Regions from separate parts of the Capra hircus genome. Here region 2 is linked to region 1. The links are chromatin contacts, called in public Hi-C maps. All regions are on one chromosome and are shown on one strand. The core of a region is the stretch at or near the end of the contact, and the rest is flanking DNA. Distances in the headings are between cores, read along the strand shown.

The links. Hi-C and Micro-C count contacts between places; a contact is called where the count stands out from the background.
Region 2: a contact with region 1 is called in a Hi-C map of blood, with 5 times the contacts expected there. The contact joins two enhancer-like sites. A contact is called at or near these places in 2 of 5 Hi-C or Micro-C datasets (both in blood).

Annotation. Positions count from the first base shown.
Region 1 is chr12:52,518,828-52,523,459 of ARS1.2, forward strand. The region is part of intron 2 of SPATA13 (spermatogenesis-associated protein 13); the gene reads right to left. Among named protein-coding and RNA genes, the nearest start is that of C1QTNF9, 51 kb to the left of the region's middle. Within about 2 kb of position 2,439, at least 1 of the 5 cell types and tissues checked has an H3K27ac peak or open chromatin away from gene starts, as enhancers often do.
Region 2 is chr12:52,671,311-52,675,942 of ARS1.2, forward strand. No RefSeq gene overlaps it. Among named protein-coding and RNA genes, the nearest start is that of SPATA13, 94 kb to the left of the region's middle. Within about 2 kb of position 1,836, at least 1 of the 5 cell types and tissues checked has an H3K27ac peak or open chromatin away from gene starts, as enhancers often do.

The DNA of each region.
Region 1 (4,632 bases), core at 1,189-3,688:
TCAGTAGTGATGTTGGTGACACATGATGAACCATCATAAAAGATACTAAGAAAAGCAGCACGCATTTGTTTATTTTTGTTTCTGTTTTCATTAGTCTAATGAGGAGTTCCTGCAATTTATGTCAAAGAGTATTCTGCCTGTGTTTTTCTCTAAGAGGTTTATAATATCCGGCCTAACATTGAAGTCTTTAATCCATTTTGCGTTTATTTTTGTGTGTGATATTAGGGATTGTTCTAATTCCATTGTTTTACATGTAGTTGTCCAGTTTGCCCAGTACCACTTATTCAAGAGATTGTGTTTTCTCCATTGTATGTTTTTGCCTCCTTCATCGTAGATTAATTGACCATGGACGTGTGGGTTTATTTCTGGACTTTCTAACCTGTTCCATTGATTGACATTTTTGGCTTTGTGCCAGTACCATGCTGTTCTGATTATTGTAGCTTTGTAGTATACTCTTACACAACAAAGGAAACCATAAAGAAAATGAAAAGACAACCCTCAGAGTGGGAGAAAATATTTGCAAAAGAGGCAACTGAGGAATGAATCTCCAAAATATACAAACAGCTCGTTCAGCTCAATGCAAAAAAACCCAATCAAAAAATGGGTGAAAGCGAAATAAACATTTCTCTAAAGAAGACATACAGACAGACCAAAAGCACATGAAAGGATGCTCCACATCACTCATTATTAGAGAAATGCAAACCAAAGCTAAAATGAGGTATCACCTCATACCAATCAGAATTCCTATCATCAAGAAATATACAAACAATGAATGCTGGAGAAGGTGTAGAGAAAAAGGAACCTTCCTACCCTGTTGGTGGGAATGTAACTTGGTGAAGTCACTATGCAGAACAGTATGGAGGTTCCTTAATAAACTAAAAACAGGGCTGCCATATGATCCAGCAATCCCACTCCTGAGCACATATGCAGACAAAATTATAATTCAAAAAGATACATTCTCCCCAATATTCACTGAAGCACTATTTACAATAGCCAAGACATGGAAACAACCCGAATGTCCATCAACAGAGGAATGGATAAAGAAGATGTAGTACATATACATTAATACAACGGAGTATTGCTCAGCCTCAAAAAGAATGAAATAATGCCATTTGCAGCAACATGGATGGACCCAGAGATTATCATCAGTCAGTCAAACACAGAAAGACAAGTATCATATGATACCACTTATATGTGGAATTTAAAAAAAGGGTACAAGTGAAGTTACCTACAAAAGAGAAATGAGTGACAGATGTAGAAAACAAACTTACGGTTACCAGGAGATAAGGGGAGAGAGGGATAAGTCGGGGGATTGTGACTGACAGATACACACTGCCGTCGCTGCTGCTTAGTCACTTTAGTCGTGTCCAACTCTGTGTGACCCCGTGGACTGCAGCCTCCCAGGCTCCTCTGTCCATGAGATTCTCCAGGCAAGAATACTGGACTGCGTTGCCATGCCCTCCTCCAAGGGATCTTCCCGACTCACAGATGGAACCCGGGTCTCCTGCCCTGCAGGCAGAGTCTTTACCACCGAGCCACCAGGGAAGCCCACATATACACTGCTAAGTCGCTTCAGTCGTGTCCGACTCTGTGCGGCCCCATAGACGGCAGCCCACCAGGCTCTGCCGTCCCTGGGATTCTCCAGGCAAGAACACTGGAGTGGGTTGCCATTTCCTTCTCCAATATATACACCACTATATATAAAATAGATAACTAACAAAGCTCAGGTAACGCAGGCCTGCAGGAGAAATGGCCCAGAGGCTGCATTTGCTATCCAAGGCTGCCTCTCTCAGCAGGTTCACAGACGATGTGTCTTAAGGGGACTGAGTCTGGGCTGCTGCGTGGCCCAGCATGCGGGCACTTGGTCTGATGGGGCAAGCGCTAAACCAGATCAGCCTACTAACCAGCTGGGTGTGCCTGAACGAGTCACCACTAACCTCTCAGGATCTGAGATTCCAGACCAGACAACCCCACAGGTGGAGAGTCTGCCGCCCGGAATTCGATGACACTTCCCAAGTTCTCAAGTGACTGTTTCAGAGGCAATGCCATGTACCAGGAGAAACCCGAAGGTGTGGGAGTGGGCAGACTTCTGTCTAGTCCTCCTGGCCTGGGGTTGGCTCGTGGCTCCAGGCTTCAGCCACTGCTCCCATCTAGGTCCTGGGAGGACAAAGTGCAACCGTAGGGATCAGAGTGCCCGCCCACCTCAGCCCTGGTGAGTCACTGCTCTCAAAGAGCCGCACGGAAGAACAACCACGAGGGCTCAGCCCGCAGACCTTCCACGTCTGGGCTCAGAGCAAGCAGCGGTCCCTAGGAGCCTGGTGTCTTCAGCCCCTCCGTCCCGAGACACTGTGTAACAACGACTTGAAAATAAAACAGAACCCCACCCAGGGAGGGCTGGAACAACCAGGCAAGTCAAGAGACGGCAGGGCAGGCAGAGCGGCCGCTCTGGTTGTCTCCCCACCCTCAAACCCCCAGAGCCCTGCCCTGAGGACTGGACAAGTGAGCCCCGCCTCTCGCCAATCAGTGGCAACTGAGACCTGAAATGCAGGTAATGTACTTCTAATCTGAGACCCAGGGAAGTCTGGTGACTTGCTCAGGGCCACGCAGCCGGTCAGCAGTAACAGACACCAGGTGTGGGCCTTGTAACCCGTCCCCACTACGCCATGACGCGCCCATATGCCAAGTCGTTTTTTAGTCCCTCAGTCGTGTCTGACTCTTTGTGACCCCATGGACGGTAGCCCACCAGGCTCCTTTGTCCATGGGATTTCCCAGGCAAGAATATTGGAGTGGGTTGCCATTTCTTTCTCCAGATATACCAAGTCACCTCTGCTCAGAAGGCAGTGGGCTCTGGCAAACTCCACTCCCTTCCGACCTGCCAGTTCGATTTTTACAGCCTGGACGTCTATGTCCAATTCAAGTCACCATGGACAGGGTCCAGAACACACCATGGTGAATAAACACCACTTTGAGCTGCAGACTGAGCTGGAGACACGTAAGAACAGGCTTTCCTTTTACCTGAAAGCAGGAGAACTCAGTTGTCATAAATCCCTTCCCTCCCTTGCAAGGAAAAGGTATTCTTTTCCTTCCAACCAGGGAAGACTGACTCTTATCACTGAGAGGAGAAGCCCTCAGCTAAACAGACACTGGCACAAAACTAGCCTGTCTCCCTCCTGTTCTACAGGGCCCTCATCTTTCCTAAAAGTCACTCATTTTCCATAAGTGGCTTTTCCTACCGCTTTCCCCTGTTAAGATGCCCTAACCACTTCTTGCAGTCAGTTTTCTGTGAACTCCCACTTAACTCACATGAATAAAAGTCAACTTTTGTCAGTTTAATTTGCATACATACCTCCAGAAAAAAAACATACGAGGGTGTATTAAAACATTTTCCTCTGACACCATGGGAAAATATGAGAATAACTAGGGAAAAGTTTGTATTATTATAATTTTTGCAGTATGCACATATAAAAAACAGGCTATTATGGGCTGTTTAGTTCATTTACTAAATCAAACAGCACAGACAACTTAAGCACACAGTGAGAAAAAAACTCATTTATATCATCATCCTGTGATAAAAAGGTTCAGAAACAGCATGCTAGCAAAAGTAGAAGTACAAAAAAATTGCAGACAATAAACTGATCACAAATCTACATGCCGTTGTTGTTGGGCTTTGTTTGTTTGTTTTTCACTTATGCAACCCGCTTTCCTCATTGATACAGAAAAGAAAAACAGAGAGACAGACAGATGGGTTTAGGAAAACCAGCGGCTGGACAGATCAGGTAACAAATCCTTCTGAGAGCAAACACGCTCCAGGAAGTGATGGGGGCGGGTGAAAGGAAGGTGTGCAGAGGCAGGAAATGAGACGCTGGCTCCTTTAAGCTCATGCCCACGGGGCAGCTCAGGGAGAACCAGCTGTGGCTGTGCTTTGAAACCGTGCAGCCTCGCCAGAGACAGGAAAGGAGAGAGCTCGCCTTCTGGGTGGTGCAGAATTGTAATACATAAAACCAAAATGTACACTTTACTCAAAGCAGAAGTCCAGAGGGAGAGAGGGACAGATGGGGGAAAACCCCTGACTGAAGCTCACATCTGAACAGCGAGGCTTTGCCAGGAGACATATGCCTTGCAAGACACATGTGAAGTGTCCCACAAATTCTAAAACTGAATCACTGAGCAAACTTTACATGCTTCTGAAATATGGCCATCCAGGGGACACAGCTTTGATTGCAACTCTTCCTAGAACTACAGACACCAGCGAGCCAAGACCTACCCCAACTCTGCCACAGGCAGTGGTCCCCAGACGCTCTGAAGATCAGCAGGTAACCACATCCATGTTCTCCAAGAGTGTTTCCTTGCTTTAGAAACACTCTCTCTGAGTGTAGGTGGCCGGGCCAGAGCCCCACCTGGTCTACCTTCTCACAGTCCAGCAGCTCAGCGCAGAACCACCCAGGGCTCAGAAAGCCTGACCTAGACCTGCCAATTCACACCCGTCATCAACGTTTGTACACAGACATGTGTGTGGCCTCATTAACCCTTGCTTCCCGGCACAGTTTAAAGTGCTTTCCGTAGCCTGTGGGAAGAAAGCTGGATATGGAATCAAAAGAGAAATACTGCTGACTCTGAGTGTGCGTGCTCAGT
Region 2 (4,632 bases), core at 586-3,085, 150 kb after region 1:
AACAGTAATACACTCCTTACTCCTTTTCCTCTGTCTTGAAAAATATACTTAATTCTCATAAAAGTATGTTATTTCTGTTATGGGATTCTTACTGTACCTTGTAAATAAATTAATAAGTATTTTGAAAACATCTCAATTTTATTTGTTTAACATAGTAAATATTAGTCGTCTAGCCCATTGTAGACAAAAGCTGTTTGAAATCCTTGGTTTTTAAGAGCAGAAAGGGGTCCTGAGATCAACAGGCTTGAGAAAGCCTGCCTCATAAGAATGGAATACACTCAGGAGTATGCATCCTATCAGTCCTGTTTCTCTGGCATGTGTCTGCTCAAGTCTGCGTCTTGCTTCTTTTAAGTTAGGCTGTGTGCCCAGAGCTCCTGCCTGCAAGGTTCCCACTACTCTCTTCCAAGTCTCCATGGCCAAAGCTAAACCAGGTGGCTTAAGAAGATCACATACGGAGAACACACTTGAACTGACGGAGAAGTGGCCAGCATTCCAAACCACTTTATCTCTCAGGACCTGCTAGAATTCACTATTAGCCCACAGTGAGCATTATAGCCTCTATCTAACACAAGCATTGAGCATGGAATGATTGAATCCAACCCTTTTCATGTAGAATTTGGTCTCCTATGTTATATTATGTGATCCAGAGCAGAAAGGATAGTAGTTTTGTTTTTTACATTAAACTCCACCACTTGGCAGTAACTGTATCAAGAGGAGCAGACTAGTAGGTTTTGTAAAGAAGGTTCCCCTGGGTTTGAACTGAGAGAGATTATTATACTGCTGGACTTCTCAGCTGAGGGCCCTTCTTGACCAAGACCGCAAATCCCAGAATTCCCAGCATCATTCCAGGAGTCTAAACAGTCTTTTAAACAGCTGCTGAGTGTCACTGGTCTCATGATTCCTTAAAGGAATTTGTCCGTGGGAGGGGGAAGTCACCGCCCATGAGTCTTCATTAAATGTTGAAGGCTGACTGTGGCGATGAAAGAAACAGGATGGAATTCTCAGAATCTTGGTGTTGATAAACAGTCCCCTCCTCCATAAACAAGGGACTTGCTACAGCAAACCTAAGGCCCCCATCCTTCTGTTCAGGGAAAAGCCCATAATTGATGAAAAAAAAAAAAAAGGAAACGCGTAGTTTCCACAATTGCAGTTACCCAGGCTTCCCGATCTCACCTTTTTCTTTCAAATTGGAGTATTGCTGCTTTACAATTTTGCATTAGTTTCTACTGTACAGAAAAGTGAGTCAGCTATAGGTATACATATATCCCCTCTTTTTCGGATTTCCTTCCCATTCAGGCCATCACAGAACACTGAGTAGAGTTTCCCTAGATATACAGTAGGTTCTCATTGGTTTTACACGTAGTATCAATGGCTCATATATGTCGACCCTAATCTCCCTATCCGTCCCATCCTCTCCTCCCACCTTGGTATCCATATATTTTTTTTCTACGTGTGTGTCTTGATTCAAGTTCTACAAACAGCTTCCCCTGTACCTTTTTCGATTCCACTTCTATGCACTAATGTATAGTATTTGCTTTTCTCTTTCTGACTTATTTCACTCTCTGACTTATTTCACTCTGTATGAAATAAATCTAAGTCCATCATGTCTCTGAAAATGGCACAATTTCGTTCTTTTTATGGCTTACTTTAACATGTTTCTCCTGGCACTCACCTCCCGAGGCTCCACACAGGTGGAGCCATAGGACTCACCTGCCAAAAGGTGGATGGCAAGACAGCCGGGGCAAAGGTGATTTTCACCAGAGCCACACCAGCAATATCCTAGACAGAGCTGCCCCTCACCAGGCACGAGATCAGGGACTCCAGGCACCCACAGCCCCTTGGCAGCCAGGGCCAGGGACCCAGAGCCTTGCCAGCCCCTGAAACTGAGGCCAAATTGGCTACTTTGCGTCCACTTTCTCCTAAGCCCTCCTTCACATCAGGTCAAGTACAAAGTCAATTTACCAGCCTGAGCAGGAACCAGGAGGTTAGCAGAACATGTGGGACCGGGGAAGGCTCCAGGAAGACTTGTGCACACAGATTCCATCGGCATTCTCTGGAGTGGAAGGCAGTCTCCCACCAGGACCTGAGGATCTCTCCCTCGACTCCCAGTGCCCTTAGGCCCCATCAAAACACAAGAGTGAGCAGCAGCTTTCCAGCCTCTCAACTCCACTGCTTTGACTTTCGTCTCCATTAGATTTAGGAAATTCTATTTTCCGAGCAGTTTCTGTTTGATGTGGTGGCTTCACACACCATGCAGAGGCTGGGTGAGTGGTCCTGCTCCCAGAGGGTCCAGTCCAACCTCCTGGGTGTATCCCCGGGGGACCTCCATCCCATACCTAAACCCGGGGGAACCTTCTGTGGGCCCACAGAGTTAAAGGCTTTTAAACAGTAATTTGACGCCTTACTTAGCTAGCTGAAAATGTGACTTTCTTCTTTCTCTCCATTAAATATTTTATTAAGTGAAACTTTGCAACAACCCAAATTGAGCCAAACCAATAAATGAGTCAAATACCTAACCCCGGCCAGAACTACATCAAATACCTCCGTGTTCCCAGTTTAGGTGACCCAGAAAACAAAGATGAAGCCTCAGATCTACTGACTCAACCGAGCTGCACTGAACTGAACTGCGAGGATGCCCATCAGCCAGAACCTCAGTGACCCTCCAGGGCAGGGCTGCTGGATGGACCCAGGGCCTTCAGGTTTCCTCCTATTTGGGTCAAACTTAGCTCTCAAGTGTCAGGTTACTTTGGAGTTATTCTGCTCCTGAACCAGATGCTCCCATGCTCCCCAGACTCTAGCGTCTTATTTGCAATCCCAAGCTTCCGCGTTTCCATCGTTACAGAAATAAGCCAGCAGGCTTTCCTCGGCCAGCCACCCCATGAACAAACACAAAATGAAACCCAAGGTGTTTGTCATTGCTCCCTGGGAAACCGCTGGCAGAGGCAAAGGGGGCTGACTCCAGCCACACCCCCCTCCTGCCAGTGCCACGTGAGTCACCGTGAGAAGCCACGCCCTATGTACACAGCACACAGAGTAACTGTGGGTGAAAAGCGACCTAAAAACGGAGCAGGGGGACCCGGAGAAGCAACTGCCCAGAGAGAAGCTTGTCCACACAGTGCAGAGAAGACTCTGGAGACCCAGGAGTCAGTTTCCCAGGCCTGGAATGTTGCACACAGTACAAGTGATGAATGCGCCACACAGACATAAAAGGAGAATTTTCTAGAGTTGACTGAGATGGTCAGGTCCCCAGGGCAGGTCACCATCGTAGTCATCTTTGCATCCACGGCACCTGGTGTGCTGATCACGTTGACACCTGACGTGTGCTTATCACTTGTCCTTTCTGATTATTACAGCATTAATTTTGTTGCATATTCCCCAGCTTGGACAGAGGAGCCTGGGCGGGGGGGGGGGGGGGGGCGGGCTGCAGTCCATGGGGTCGTAAAGTGTCACTTTCACTTTGCTTTACTTTCCTCAGCCTGAAGACCATGTAATTACCTTAGGTCACTTAACTTTCCTTTTTCTGATTCCAAGTTCACCAAGCTGGTAGCAGATGTGTCCTTCCACCCCACCCCCATCTTGCCACCTGAAAAATCCCTGAGAGTGGATGCAGGGATTCTGGTCACTGAAAAGGACCACCCTTCACTGTAAGTCAATACACTTGTACTGGAATTCCGGCCTCTGAGATGTATCCCTACGAATCAGTTCTCTAGAATCAGATTAGCGTCAGGTAAACTGATACGATCGAGTTTCTGAACCAGAAAAGCCACCAACAAGCTCCTGGTCTGTGCTAAATCTCTCCAGTGACCCCTGTGGCGGAGGGCAGCTCCTGTCTAAACCATGCGCCTGGCCCGGCTCCAGCACCACGACTGTCCACCGGAGGGCTTCCTGCCAGCAGCAGGTCTGATTGTGGCATAAATAAATAAGTAAATCACAACTAGACACATAACAGGCTTTAACACTTTAGCCACTTAGTATAGTAAAAGGTATTGAGCGAGGGAAGCGAACGCAACAAGGTGGGTGAACACGCAGGCTTTGGAGATCAGAAGAGCTAAGATCATATCTGGGTTGTTAACTTCCGAATTTAAGCAAATTATTAAATGTTTCTGAATCTCGATTTTCTCTGTGAAGTTGAGGTAATTAAGCTACCTATTTCGTTAGGTTTGAAGGGGATGATCTACACTGTACCTTCCACTGCTGGCAACAGAGTGGACAAGAGAACCCAAAAAGCCTCTCACTACAGAACACCTAGGAATGCGAGAGTCGACATTTTTAAAATCATCTTTTAAAATGCTTGGATGAGTAGCAAGAGAGTACAGCATTCCTGCGGGATCAGGAATGAAGCTGTAGGACAGATCCAGGGAAATGAGAGATTACCGGCCATTCACCTAGCCTCGAGGGCCGAAAGCTTCAATCTCAGCAGAAGCCTGGGTGGTGGGGGGTTAGTTCGGGTGAGAATCAGAGCGATCAAGAAAGGCAAGACATATGATAGGCTCCGCCCTTCAGAGAAATGTTAATAGGGAAACATAAACACCCTACAATCAGCAGGCGAAGGAAGCAATCCTCTGTCTTGGTTTGGCTTTCAGAGGAAGGAAAAAAAATCTCCCGACCTGGGTCGTCAGATACAGCAAATAA